Regions from separate parts of the Zea mays genome. Here region 1 is linked to region 2. The links are chromatin contacts, called in public Hi-C maps. All regions are on one chromosome and are shown on one strand. Each heading gives the region's core, a stretch centred on a gene start, on an enhancer-like site or on the middle of the called end of the contact. The rest is flanking DNA. Distances are from core to core; before and after follow the strand shown.

Region 1 (7,417 bases), core at 2,054-4,553, 220 kb after region 2:
TGCGCTCCCTTAGGAACGACCTTTTGCAGCTTCGTCATGTTCTGCATCCCCTTGGGGACGTATTTTGAGGTTCTCCCTGTTTTTCTTTTTGCACTCGATGGTGCATGCTCAGATTTTACATATTACATCTTTGGGGGATTTGGCCCTCGTAGGGCTAAATAAGAATGAAAAATTACAAGCTATGGTCCAATTTTGGCCGAGGCCGATGGTGGCGTCTGCTCAATGGCTTCCATTACAGTACCAATCCTTCGCTTTTTCTGCCCGACCACCTTTTTTGTAGCCGAAGGTTCGTCCTTGTTCTGTAAAAGCTTCGTGAGTTCCGGTCCCAGAGGTCTTAGCAGCTTGATAGGTAGAGATTCAGCCATTACCTTTAAAATTTCTGGTACTTTGGCAGCAGGAGGTGTCAAAGGAGTCTCCTCTTCTACTTCATCATCCTTCGGCACTGGGGTGGTTTCCTCTCCGGCAAATCAGATAAGTTTCCTTTCAGCTTCTCCAAAGTAACCCAGCTTCATCATCATGGGTACGTCAGCTTTAGACACTGTAGATTTATCAAAATCTAGATGACTGGGTTTACTTGGGATCAAAATACTGTAATATTTCTCTTCATCAATATCTTCTTCGTCTTCAGCAACAGTATGTTCGACTTCGGTAGTAGGAGCACCTTCGTCAGTAGCTTCCTCTGTCACAACTAAACCTGATTGTTTCATAACTTCGGAAATTGGCGTTGTTTCAGCGACCTCAGTTTCTTCCCCCTCACGAGTCACCCTTGCAGTCGAACGTACTCTGGCCATCTGGTGGATTTTCTGTGGTTCTTACGAAGTTGATGATTCTTTTTTGCAGTTTTGACGAAGCTCACTTTTTTTACGAAGTTAACTCTAAATGATGAAGCGTTCGCTTGAGAGCGCAGTGAAAAAGCTTCGACTATGGTTAAATTTTTTAACATCACAACAGTGCAATGGCAATGAATGTTGTGGTAACTCTACACCAACCCGTCTGTTTATATAGTGCTGCAGGTGGGAAGGTGAATCGCCAAATCGCTCGCACCCGCTGAACGGTGGACCACTCGATGCCTGGAAGGTGAATTGCCAGATCGCTCGCATCCACTGAACGGTGGACCACCCGACGCTTGGAGTATTTTAATCGTTTCTCGACAACGAGCTCACAGAAGGTGTTTTTCGGACCTTCAGCATTCCAAAGCCTTTGAGATTTTTCGCGGATCGAGCTCGTTACGAAAAACGATCTAGCACCGCGAAGGGGCTACTATTGGGGGCCTTCTTCCTCGCCAAAGGTCATCCAAGTAAAAACACCTTCAGTAGGGTAATATGCAAGCAGACACAACAGTGTAAGCCGAAGCTACAATCCATGGAGCTTCGGAATGACAACGCGCCTTGAAACGAAGGGCAGCACCGACTTAAAGAGCAAAAGACCATTTAGTCCATGATAACTTGTGTTTTAGTTATGATTAGTTACCAAGGACACAAATGTAATTTCATCTAGGCTGCGTCCCGTGCCTATAAATAGATGAACAGTACCCATGTACTGTTCACGTTGGCTTGTATTCACTCGCAGTCACACTTGGATTCTCACCTTCTGTCAAGCCAAAGGTATAAATGTAATTCAATATTATCCATGTTTATTCATGATTATATAATAAAAATGACTTAATGATATCATACGATTATTCATGTTTTTTATGTGTCATATGATCCTGCTTTCCATTGTATATTGAGTTGATGAAGGTATGTCCTTCATGACCTTCGTCTGAAGATCATTATATCCTAAGGGAAATAATGCTTCGAAGGACGAAGGTCTTTAATCATTAACATTTGTGTTGCCTTGTTCTTAATTCATAGCATTTGAGAACAAGTCCCCAACAGTGGACAGTACCAATAGTACCATATTGGAATTCCAAGGGTCGTTGGCTTGACTTATATGGTGGGAATTATTCCACTTAATTTGAGAAGTTAAAAAATGAACAAGGGCGTGCCACGCGCGCGCGCCGTCGCTACCGGCCGGGCACGGGCATGGGCCCGGGCTCGGGCGTGGTGTGGCACGCAGGCAGGCAGGCGACGAGCGGGTGAGGCGTGGTGTGGTTGTGTTAATTTTTAGCACTCATTAATCGCGGGAGTTTCAACTCCGGGTTAAACCTTTCAGTTGCCCGTCTCTTGGGAGGCTGCATGCGAAACCCTTCTCCTTTAGCTTCCCTTCCGCGAAAGGTTAAAAAGGGGAGAACTCCTGTCACTTGGAACGAGCGAAGGACTCTTTTAGAATCATAGTCCAGCAGCAAGTACGGGTATTCCCATCTCGTAACGCTGCGCGCACAGAGGAGCGAGAGGGCAGGTGTCTCTGAAGCCCTTGTCGTTCGAGACCTTGCACGGGGAATCGACAATTAGGTTTTTGGGGGAGCGTATACGCGACTGCCCGAACATCACAGCATGACAAGAGAAGTTGGACAAGGATCAGGATCCTCAGAGCGCATGAGAGGGTATGATCATTTCAGCTCTATACCGTTTTACATTCTCCAGATTATATATGTTTCATACGTTCATCTCTACTTTTTTGTATGTAGCCATGAATTTAGCTAATCTGTTCTGTCATATCATATCATGACATTTTTAATGCATGTTCATGCTAGTAATATACCCTATCTGTTCGTTTAAATTTTACAGTCATACTGTTTATGTTGTTGTCTATTTATTTTCAGTTGTTCCGTAATGATGCATGTACCATGTTTATATGACTATTATATTTATATGATTCATATGTTTTATGTTCTCATCTTCCATATTGTTATAGATATATTTGACATCATTATTTTTATGATTAATCATCTTTTATATGTCATCATCATAATGTTAATTTATAGAATTAAAATGATATGGAAAATGCCTATATTTCTAACACTTTCCTAATGGAAGGAGCTAGGCGTGCGAGTGGCAAGGCAAGCACTGAGGAGACCAAGCGCATAGCAAGAGAAGGGCTCGATCGATGTCCAGACTTCACCAGGTGTTTGGCAGCTGCTGCTCCAGCGTTGGGGAGGAGGAGAGGGAGATGACACGGAGGAAGGAGTATTGAGAGCCGAGCGTTTTGGACTTCCAGAGAGCTAGCGTGAGGACTGGAGGTTTCTAAAGGAGTGATCGTGCTTTGGCTAGGAAGTAGGAGGTGGCATTGAAGATCACCAGGGACTAACGCGTGCACGCAGGGATAGAAGATGCTAGGAGATTGCAGCGTATGGTAGATAAGGAGGACTGAACGTGGGAGGAAAAAAACAGGATTTTTCTTCCTTCTTCCATTTTTGTACCCTTTCATTTACCACCTATCTAGACCTCTATCCAATACTGTAGCTCAAACTGGCACTAGTGAGACACAACAGAGACGTGGGATATTTTCTTCTCCCCAAAAACCAAAGCAAGTTTCAGCCATCTAAACAAGGTTCAGTGCACATCTGCTTGACGGACCGATTTAAAGCAAGGTTTTCTCCCAATCCCATGCTATAGCAAGTCGACCTCCGTTAATAGAACTTGTTGACAAAATATAGCTCTATAAACTCGCTACAACATCCTAAGGTCGAAAGCTAACAAATTAAGAGCTATAGCGCTCCAAAGTTAGGTGAAAATACTGCAGCTCGGCTTCAGCTGACTAAATCTGAAACTGCACATCACACGCCTGACATCGAAAGTTCAAGCACATTTTACTCCACTTTTCATGCAGCATCAGGCCAAACACACTTCAACAAACTTGCTCATCATTCTATGTTCTTTAACTTTGCTATAGATACTACAACCCATAACTCCATGGATTAGTGATAAGAAAGCTCCAAAGTTGAGCAAAACTCATAAAATTTAGTTGTCTGTTAACTGAACAAAAGTTCAGTCCATGTAAACTGACAGCCTAGTTTTGAGTAACTTTTACTCCATGTTCCGGGTCAGATCAAGCCTAACGCACACAATGAAATTTGTTCACTGACATATGCTCTTCAACTCTCCAAAACTGCATAGAACAGGCAGCACACAGCCCCAAAACTGCACTAAAAATACAGATTTCAGATTCAGATACTATTCACAAATCTGAAAAAATCAGAATTCTGACAGCCCCTCTTTAGTCACCTTTTTCTCCTGGTTCCAAATGCTTCTAATGCCAAGTGGCTTAATCAAATTGGTGCTCCACATGTTGCTCTACAAGTTTGGTACAACGACCCCTAGCTAGAACCCCATGGATTCCAAACCACCAAAGCCCAAAGTTAGCATTAAACGCACAAATTCAGACTTTGGTTTTTCACTGAGTCTGAAAATCCAGAATTAAACACTACACTTTTGGACCACTGTTTTTACCAGTTCCAAATAGTTTCAGGGGTATGAACCTTAACCAAACATATACCCCAACATGTGGTCTTTCACTTTGGTACATAAACCATAACCCATAGTTGTATGGATCAGCCACCAACAGGCTTTAAAAGTTGCTTCAGAATATAAAATCTTCAGTTTCAGATATTGCAGTCTGAAATTCAGATTCTGATATTCCCACTTTGGACCAGTTTTACACCTAGTTTTATACGGTTTTAGGGCTACCACATCTCATAAACATTGTTCTCCTATAGTTACTCTACAGGTTTGTTATAGCAATTGTTTTCAAAATACTCATGGATTAAAAGTTGTAGGAATCCAAAAACAGATAAACAAAATTGTTTTGGGCTGATTCCAAACCGACCCAAATCTTAACTTTTGCAATTTACTTCAAATTCTCCCACACCACTTGGAGAGATCCAAATATGAAAATTGTTCACTTTTCCAAGCTCCATAACTTTGGTATATGGACTTTTAGCAAAACATAGCTATATCTTAAAATCCAATTTTGGGCTAGTTTAGAGTTGAAATTGAACTTGATATGCTTCAAGTGTTGCATCAATTTATTGCATCCTACTAAAAACTAGGTTAACCTTAAGCTCAAACCCAACTTTGGTGTATATAGCTCATGTCCAAATTTCCATTGGTTTAAAAGTTGTTTGCTTGTACTAGATTTCAAAAAAGGTCTCTGAACTTCTCTTGCTCTCTTCGAAACGACACAACCTCACCCTTTTGCAAATTTGTATCAAACAAGTTAATGCAAGTGCATATGATGACATGATAAATTTTTAGTTCTCGTAACACCAGGGGTGTTACATCCTTCCCCCTAAAAAGGAATCTCGTCCCGAGATTAAAATTCTAGGTCAAGTAATAGAAAAGAAAATGCGTCACCGGTTTATTTCCTAGTTACTCCTACAAGGCAGGGGGAGTGCCCTCATTGGTTTATACCAAAGACAACTTATACAATCCTAGGGTTTACAAGACACTAGGAACTCAGGAATATACTTTTCCAAACACTTCTCTGACTACTACGTGACTTTATCTTTCGGGTGTTAGTTCCACTGTATCTAGTAAAACTCAATAACTTTTCTTCGAGTAACCTGATCCTTTTGATCTAACACATTTATGGGATATTCCGAGGAGGTTAAACCTGGTTTATGGTTAACATCTAAAATCTTAATAACATATTTGGGGACTCGAAGACATTTCTTCCATTGGGACACGTGGAACACGTCGTGCACTGTTGAAGGTCCTTTTGGCAACTATACCTTATAAGCTATAGGTCCACCAAAATCTCTGTTTCAAACCTTGGTACCTATTGCTACCTTCAGGGTGAATTTGTTACCCTAGTGAATGCATTCTAGGTGTATCAAACAAGTTAATGCAAGTGCATATGATGACATGATAAATTTTTAGTTCTCGTAACACCAGGGGTGTTACACCCAGTTAGAAGAAGAGATGAAGGAACATATGGAGATGGTGAAAGGGAAATGTGCCCTTGGGCCATTTCTAAGTATTTTGGTGATTGCGTGCCAACACAAGTGCTTAAATGTGAATTTATGCTCATGGATGGACAAAGTGCAAATCAAGAGTAAAGGTATGTTTCTAAGCCTTAATACATTGGTTTTGTGTACTAATATACTTGTCTAAGTATGAGAAACAGAAAGAAGAAGAGAAGAAAAGAGTTGGCTGTGTACAGCCAAGAGGCTGTTTCGGTCTGGGGCACCGGACTGTCCGGTGCGCCAGGTTGCCTCGGGCGAAGTGGCTGCTCTCGGGAATTTGCCGACGGCGTACGGCTAAAATTCACCGGACTATCCGGTGTGCACCGGACTGTCCGGTGAGCCAACGGTCGGCCGGGCCAACGGTCGGCCGCGGAATCTGCGCGCGACACGTGGCCGGGCCAACGGTCGGAAGGGGGCACCGCTGTCCGGTGTGCACCGGACATGTCCGGTGCGCCAACGGCTCCCAGATCTGCAACGGTCGACTGCGCTGTTTAAGGAAGGAAATCGGGCACCGGACAGTGTCCGGTGTGCACCGGACTGTCCGGTGCGCCCGACGACAGAAGGCAAGGACAGCCTTCCTGGTTTGTTCTCAACGGCTCCTAGCTGCCTTGGGGCTATAAAAGGGACCCCTAGGCGCATGGAGGAGAACATCAAGCATTCCTACAACATTCCTAAGCACCAAGACATCGATCTCGCGCATTCGTTTTATTGTGATAGCATATAGAGCTCTTGTGGAGTTGTGAACTCTTTGAGTTGTGTTGCGAGCTCTTGTTGCGACTTGTGTGCGTGTTGTTGCTCTGATCTTTTGAAGTCTTGTGTGCGTTGCTCATTCCCCCTTGCTCTGTGTTTCTTTGTGAACTTCAATTGTAAGGGCGAGAGGCTCCAAGTTGTGGAGATTCCTCGCAAACGGGATTGAGAAAAAGCAAGCAAAACACTGTGGTATTCAAGTGGGTCTTTGGACCGCTTGAGAGGGGTTGATTGCAACCCTCGTCCGTTGGGACGCCACAACGTGGAGTAGGCAAGCGTTGGTCTTGGCCGAACCACGGGATAAACCACTGTGTCATCTCTGTGATTGATCTCTTGTGGTATTGTGTTTTGTTGAGACTCCTTTCTAGCCACTTGGCATTCATTGTGCTAACACTTAACAAGTCTTTGTGGCTATAAGTTTAAACTTTTACAGGATCACCTATTCACCCCCCTCTAGGTGCTCTCAATTGGTATCAGAGCTGTTCTCTTCAAGAAGGGACTAATCGCCCGAAGAGATGGATCCTAAGGGGAAAGGAATCGTGATCAACGACAAGGAGAAGGAGTCCTTCGTCAACGAGCCAAGGGATGACAAGTCCAACGACTCGGGCTCGGGCCACAAACGCAAAGATGGGAAGAAGAAGAAGACAAGACGCATCAAGGAAATTGTCTACTACGACAGCGATGAGTCTACTTCCTCCCAAAAGGACGACGACAACGACTACAGGAAGACGGTCAATTCGAACTTTTCATTTGATTATTCTCGTATTCCACATAGTTCGAATTCGCATTTGTTCTCCGTTCCTCTTGGCAAACCTCCACACTTCG
Region 2 (7,543 bases), core at 4,956-7,455:
AGATGTCCCTAACCCGGAGGCATGGGAGTACCTCGGCTCGGTCGGCCTTGCCACTTACATGCACCCATGTTCGCTCCTTGGGGTCCTGCTTCTGACATAGCTGGGGGAACGTAAAAGCCTTTTTGTTTGAAAATTTTGGACGTAGAGGGGTTCCCCAATCTTGACGCAGAGCGATAAGAGGGGTTCCCCCCTTTTTAGCCCCCGAGGGAGGGTCAGGCTCTGCCGAGGCGAGGCTGACCCTTCCTTGACGACTAAGACTTGCGTGGGAGCGAGGTATACGAACAACTTGAAAACATCTTAAGGGTAGAAGCGACATAACCGTTGGATGTTCCAAGCGTTGCCGTAGACCTCGCCCTGACTGTTGGCCAGCTTGTACGTTCCGAGCTTCAGAACTTTGGTGGTGATAAGCGGTCCTTCCTAGGGGTGCGTGTAGCCCCCGGGTGCCCCCAATAAGGGCTCGGGGTGCTGTGCGGTGGTCGCAATCCCCTCTGGGTGGGCTTTGATGCCCCGCCTGGAGATGATAAACCCCAAGACCAGGATTGAGCTTGGCGCTTTTCGCCTCTTTGATGATCTCCGCCGCCATTAGCTTGTGGATCTCCCCGCCTATGGCTCTGCGCTTCTCCTCGTCGAATCGGCGCCGAGGCTGCCTGACGGGTCGGGCTCAGGCCCGAATATTCAGCGAGTGCTTGGCGACATCCCTCTGTATGTCGGGCATGTCCGAGGGACTCCACGCGAGGATGTCGGCGTTCGCGCGGAGGAAGTCGACGAGCACTGCTTCCTATTTGGGCTCGAGCCTGGAGCCGATCCGGATCTGCTCGGAGGCGTCGCTGCTGGGGTCGAGGGGGACGGCCTTAACCGTCTCCACTGGCTCGAAGTTGCCGGCATGATGTTTCACGTCTGGCGCCTCCTTAGAGAGGCTTTCCAGGTCGGAGATGAGGGCCTCGGACTTGGCGAGGGCCTCGGCGTACTCCACACACTCCATGTCGCATTCGAACGCGTGCTTGTACGTAGGGCCGACAGTGATGACCCCGTTGGGGCCCGGCATCTTGAGCTTCAGGTAGGTGTAGTTGGGGACGGCCATGAACTTCGCGTAGCATGGCCTCCCCAGTATCGCGTGGTAGGTTCCTCGGAACCCGACCACCTCGAACGTCAGGGTCTCTCTTCGGAAGTTGGAGGGTGTTCCGAAGCAGACGGGAAGGTCGAGCTGTCCGAGGGGTTGGACGCGCTTCCCGGGGACGATCCCATGGAAGGGCGCAGCGCCTGCCCGGACAGAGGACAGATCAACACGTAGGAGCCCGAGGGTCTCGGCATAGATGATGTTGAGGCTGCTGCCTCCGTCCATGAGGACCTTGGTGAGCCTGACGTCGCCGATGACGGGGTCGACGACGAGCGGGTATTTCCCCGGGCTCGACACGTGGTCGGGGTGGTCAGCTTGGTCGAAGGTGATGGGCTTGTCGGACCAGTCTAGGTAGACTGGCGCCGCCACCTTCGCCGAGCAGACCTCCCAGCGCTCTTGCTTGCGGTGCCGAGCCGAGGCATTCGCTGCTTGTCCACCGTAGATCATAAAGCAGTCGCGGACCTCGGGGAACTCTCCTGCTTGGTGATCTTCCTTCTTGTCATCGTCGTGGGCCCTGCCACCCTCCGCGGGTGGCCCGGCCCTGTGGAAGTGGCGCCGAAGCATGACGCACTCCTCAAGGGTGTGCTTGACGGGCCCCTGGTGATAGGGGCACGGCTCCTTGAGCATCTTGTCGAAGAGGTTGGCACCTCTGGGGGGTTTCCGAGGGTTCTTGTACTCGGCGGCGGCGACAAGGTCTGCGTCGCGTTTCGCTTGCGACTTCTTCTTGCCTTTCTTCTTGGCGCCGCGCTGAGTTGACGCCTCGGGAGCATCTTCTGACGGGCGGCCCTGGGGCTGCTTGTCCTTTCGGAAGATGGCCTCGACCGCCTCCTGGCCGGAGGCGAACTTGGTGGCGATGTCCATCAGCTCGCTCGCCCTGGTGGGGGTCTTGCGACCCAACTTGCTCACCAGGTCGCGGCAGGTGGTGCCGGCGAGGAACGCGCCAATGACATCCGAGTCGGTGATGTTGGGCAGCTCGGTGCGCTGCTTCGAGAATCGCCAGATGTAGTCCCGGAGGGACTCTCCCAGCAGCCGCCGGCAGCTTCGGAGATCCCAGGAATTCCCGGGGCGCACGTACGTGCCCTGGAAATGGCCGACGAAAGCTTGGACTAGGTCGTCCCAGTTGGAGATCTGCCCCGGGGGCAGGTGCTCCAACCAGGCGCGAGCGGAGTCGGAGAGGAACAGGGGGAGGTTGCGGATGATGAGGTTGTCATCGTCCGTTCCACCCAGTTGGCAGGCCAGACGGTAGTCCGCGAGCCACAGTTCCGGTCTCGTCTCCCCCGAGTACTTTGTGATAGTAGTCGGGGGTCGGAACCGGGTCGGGAACGGCGCCCGTCGGATGGCCCGGCTGAAGGCCTGCGGACCGGGCGGTTTGGGCAAGGGACTCTGATCCTCCCCGCTGTCGTAGCGTCCCCCACGCCTGGGGTGGTAGCCTCGGTGCATCCTCTCGTCGAGGTGGGCCCGACGATCGCGATGATGGTGCTCGTTGCCGAGGCGGCCCAGGGCCGCAGGCGCGGTGTTGCGCGAGCGTCCGGTGTAGACCGAGGCTTCCCGCATGAATCGGGAAGTCGCGGCATGAGGTTCCGAGGGGTATCCCTGCCTTCGGGAGGCAGAGCTCTCGGCCCGTCGGACCGCGGTGCCTTCCAGGAGATTCTTGAGCTCCCCCTGGATTCGCCGGCCCTCGGTGGTTGATGGCTCCGGCATCGCGCGGAGAAGTATCGCTGCGGCAGCCAGGTTCTGGCCGACGCCACTAGATGCGGGTGGCGGCCTGACCCTGGCGTCGTCGGTGACGCGGTGCTAGAAACCCTGGGGCAGATGACGTATTTCTCCGGCCGGGGGTTGGCCCGCCCATGCCTGCCCGACGTCCCGGCGGATCGGCTCAAGCGCCCCTGCTTCCTCGTCGAACTTGGCCTGCGCCCCGCGGATTTGCTCGAGCTGTGGGTCATGGCCCCCCGCCTGAACGGGGACCACAGCTAGCTCCCGTGGGATGTCGACGCGGGGCACTGGCCTAGGGAGATCACCGTCCTCCGGCATGCCGAGATGATTGCCTTCGGAGGGACCCCCTAGATCGACGTGGAAACATTCGCGGCTTGGGCCGCAGTCCTCGTCGCCGAGGCTGCGGCTACCGTCGGAACAGTCGGAAAGGCAGTAGTCACATGCGGTCATGAAGTCCCGCATGGCACTGGGGTTGCCAAGTCCAGAGAAATCCCAACAGATGCTAGGCCCGTCGTCTTCCTCGGACCCAGAGGGCCCGTAGGTCGAGACGTCCGTCAGCCGGTCCCAAGGCGACCGCATGCGAAACCCAGAGGGTTTGGACTCGCCTTTACGAGAGCGTCCGCCAAAGCGAGGTCGCTAGGCGGGTCGAGGCTGAATCCAAATGACGTAGGATGGGAATCGGTCGGTACCTTTTGGTCGACGAGCGGCGATGAAGTCACGTCGGGGACTGACTGCACCGTCGTCTCAGGTGCGAGGGTGACGTCCAGCAAGCTCTCCGCGAGCGCGCTGGCGTCGTCCGCTTGCTCGGGATTGGTGTGTCGCGGGGAGACGGCGCTCGCCTTCGTCTCAAACGCGAGGTCGACGCCCGGTGCGCCCCCCGTTGGGGTGCCGGGGCCGTCGGCTCGCTCGACAGCCAACGAGGCGCTGCCTTCTGCTTGGCCTTGGTTGCCCCGCCTCCTCCTCCGTCGGCGGGGGAGGGGACGGGGTGAGCTCGAAGGTTGCTCTCCCACCATGCGGGGAAGACGTCGCCGATTCCGCCGCCGGCGGGCGGGCTGCCAGCCGCCATTGTCGTCGTCGCGCGGCGGTGGAAGGAGTATCATGTCGTAGCTGCCGTCGAGGGACATGAACTCAAGACTCCCGAAACGGAGCACCGTCCCGGGTTGGAGAGGTTGCTGGAGACTGCCCATCTGGAGCTTGACGGGAAGCTATTCGTCAACACGCAGCAGGCCCCTACCTGGCGCGCCAACTGTCGGCGTTTCGAGACCGGGGGGTCCCTGGGCCGACGAGTGAATGTCGCCGCGTGCCCCAGCCCAGATGGGTCGAGCGCGAGGGCGAGCGCGAAGGGGGGAAGAGCGAGGCGGCCGGAGACCGGCGTGAGAGAGGTGGGAATCCCGCGGCCTTCGTGTTTGTCCCGCGCCCAGGTCGGGTGCGCTTGCAGTAGGGGGTTACAAGCGTCCACGCGGGAGAGGGAGCGAGCGGCCCCAAGCGAGCGCCTGTTCTCGTCCTCGTCCCCGCGCGGCCAACCCTCTCTAAGAGGGCCCTGGTCCTTCCTTTTATAGGCGTAAGGAGAGGATCCAGGTGTACAATGGGGGGTGTAGCAGAGTGCTACGTGTCTAGCGGGGGAGAGCTAGCGCCCTAAGTACATGCCGTCGTGGCAGCCGGAGAGATTTTGGCACCCAGCTGGTGTGATGTCGTGGCCGTCGGAGGAGCGATGGAGCCTGGCGGAGGGACAGCTGTCGGAGCGGTTGGGTCCTTGCTGACGCCTTCTTGCTTCCGTAAGGGGGCTGAGAGCCACCGTCGTCACAGAGCATGCGGGGCGCCATCATTGCCTATCTGGCGGAGCTAGCCAGATGGGACGCCGGTCTGGTTCCCTGTGGCCCGAGTCAGCCCGGGGTAGGGTGATGATGGCGCCTCCTGTTGACGTGGCTGGCCTGCGCTCTAGGTTGGGCGATGCAGAGGCTCCTCCGAAGCCGAGGTCGAGTCTGTCTTCCGTGGCCGAGGCCGAGTCCGAGCCCCTGGGTCGGGTGAGGCGGAGGTCGTCGGCTGAGGCCAGGGCGGAGTCCGAGCCCTGGGGTCGGGCGAAGCGGAGTTCATCGTCTTCTGGGACTTAGCCCGAGTCCGAGCCCGGGGTCTGGCGGAGCGGAGTTCGCCGTCTTCCGGGACTTAGCCCGGGTCCGAGCCCTGGGTCGGGCGGAGCGGAGTTCGCCGTCTTCCGGGACTTAGCCCGAGTCCGAGCCCTGGGTCGGGCGGAGCGGAGTTCGCCGTCTTCCGGGACTTAGCCCGAGTTCGAGCCCTGGGTCGGGCGGAGCGGAGTTCGCCGTCTTCCGGGACTTAGCCCGAGTCCGAGCCCTGGGTCGGGCGGAGCGGAGTTCGCCGTCTTCCGGGACTTAGCCCGAGTCCGAGCCCTGGGTCGGGCGGAGCGGAGTTCGCCGTCTTCCGGGACTTAGCCCGAGTCCGAGCCCTGGGTCGGGCGGAGCGGAGTTCGCCGTCTTCCGGGGCTGAGCCCGAGTCCGAGCCCTGGGTCGGGCGAAGCGGAGCTTCCTATGGTGCCTCCGGCGGGGCCTGACTGCCTGTCAGCCTCACTCTGTCAAATGGCACCGCAGTCGGAGTGGCGCAGGCGGCGCTGTCCTTCTGTCAGGCCGGTCAGTGGAGCGGCGAAGTGACGGCGGTCACTTCGGCTCTGCCGGGGGGCGCGCGTCAGGATAAAGGTGTGAGGCCACCTTTGCATTAAATGCTCCTGCGACTTGGTCGGTCGGTGTGGCGATTTAGTCAGGGTTGCTTCTTAGCGAAGGCAGGGCCTCGGGCGAGCCGGAAATATGTTCGCCATTGGAGGGGGGCCTTGGGCGAGACGGAAATCCTCCGGGGTCGGTCGCCCTTGTCCGAGGCTAGGCTCGGGCGAGGCGTGATCGAGTCGCTCGAATGGACTGATTCCTGACTTAGTCGCACCATCAGGCCTTTGCAGCTTTATGCTGATGGGGGTTATCAGCTGAGAATTAGGAGTCTTGAGGGTACCCCTAATTATGGTCTCCGACACCAACGGATTTCCTATACCCACTAACACCAACATAAAAAATAATTCATTATGTTAATAACAATCAATACATTAATAAGCTAGAATAAAAGGAACAAGTGATAACTAATTTTAGCTTAAAATTTGTTATATAAAATTTATTTCAATTAAAACATATTCAATTAATAATATTATGAGACATATTTATAATGAATTATGATTTTAAGGTGGTTTTTAAAAACCCATGTGTTTGTAGGTATGGGTAGTGGAAGAGCAAACCCATACACACATACCTGTTGGGTTTCTATTTTACTCATTAACAAGCTCATGGATAAAGAAATTAACCTAAACCTAAGTAAAATTCTACCGACTTTCGGGTAACTGGTACCCATGCCATGTCTGGACCCTTCGCCGAGACTCGCCGTCCTCCCGCCCGTCGACCCCTCTCCTCCTGCCGCAGCGCGCCCCTCTCCGACCACCCGCCTCCGCATTCCTCCCCCGCCACCGGCGCCCACTTCCATGAACTAGCATCCCCTTTCTTCGCCCAGTACCCACCTGCTTCCTCCCCCCCCCCCCCTTCTCTTTCGGCTTGGGTGCCCATGGAGACCAGCGGTGCGGCCGCCGCCGCCACTGAAGTGGGCTGGTACGTGCTCGGCCCGAACCAGGAGAGCGTCGGACCCTACGCGCTTGCTGAGCTTCGAGGTGACTGTTTCCTTCGCTCTCCTAGAAATTTAATGCGTTTCAAGTTCTGAGTTTTCTCTGAGATTGGCCTTAGGGTTCAGTCTGTGCTGAAAATCAAGTTGGTTTTCTCTGAAGTTTAATTGTCATCTTGGTTATCTCACCGAGAAGGCTTCCTTTCCACGCTTTTGAAGTTGAATACTTTCGCAAATTCTATTCTAAATGAAACAAATGGTGCAGAGCATTTTGCAAACGGTTATCTCAATGAGAGCACAATGCTCTGGGCAGAAGGGAGGAAGGCTTGGATGGCACTCTCGTCCATCCCTGACTTACACTCGGCAGTCACAGCGAAGGATCGATTTGAACAAGGTTAAATGTCGTTGCCTTGTACTGTACCTGTAATGGAAAATCTGTAAGGTTTTCTTCTCATTCATTGAACTTCCGTACAGATGCTCCAGATGTTGATGGTGATTTTGAGAAATTTCAGAAGGAGGTTACGGAAGCTGAGGCAGAGGTCAAGGCCTTGAAAGGCAGTGATGTGGATCAGCAAGATGATGAGCGGCCAGCAACCCCACCGGACGGAGAGTCAGAATTTACTGATGATGATGGCACCATTTACAAATGGGACCGTACTTTGAGGGCATGGGTTCCTCAAGTGAGTACTGCTTATCTGTCCTTGCCATGGCTAGCTAAATACACTGCCTAGTTCCATCCATTAATTGACTGACTTTCCACCAAGCTTAGGTCTCTAGTACTTTCTTTATGAATTATCGGTAGGGATCATCTGATAAAAAATTGCTTTGGATGTGGTACATATCATTTCTTCAATTTATCTGTGACTGATACAATGGACTAATGGAAAGTATCACCCACCACTTAGTAAACTTAGGAATTCTTATTAAATTACTTAGCGTTTGAAGGATTGTACTGGTTTGGGAATTAATGCTTGGAGAACCTTTAGGGCGTGTTGGGCATGGCTCCAGAGCAAAACTCTAAGGAAGAGCTGGTCAGAGCCAGCCAAATAC

The links. A called contact is a pair of places that touch in the nucleus more often than the background predicts.
Region 1: a Hi-C map of leaf shows a contact between it and region 2, with 5 times the contacts expected there. The contact joins the enhancer-like site here to the promoter of LOC100192742 in region 2. A contact is called at or near these places in 4 of 25 Hi-C or Micro-C datasets (ear, leaf and tassel).

The regions. Positions count from the first base shown.
Region 1 is chr2:152,704,293-152,711,709 of Zm-B73-REFERENCE-NAM-5.0, forward strand. It overlaps the pseudogene LOC111590858. Among protein-coding and RNA genes, the nearest start is that of LOC109944029, 97 kb to the right of the region's middle. Within about 2 kb of position 3,304, at least 1 of the 20 cell types and tissues checked has an H3K27ac peak or open chromatin away from gene starts, as enhancers often do. A contact at or near this core is called in leaf, where this site is marked.
Region 2 is chr2:152,482,298-152,489,840 of Zm-B73-REFERENCE-NAM-5.0, forward strand. It overlaps LOC100192742, which reads left to right and starts at 6,206. Exons shown (of 13, transcript NM_001358544.2): 1 at 6,206-6,542; 2 at 6,759-6,887; 3 at 6,968-7,173. The coding sequence starts at 6,440.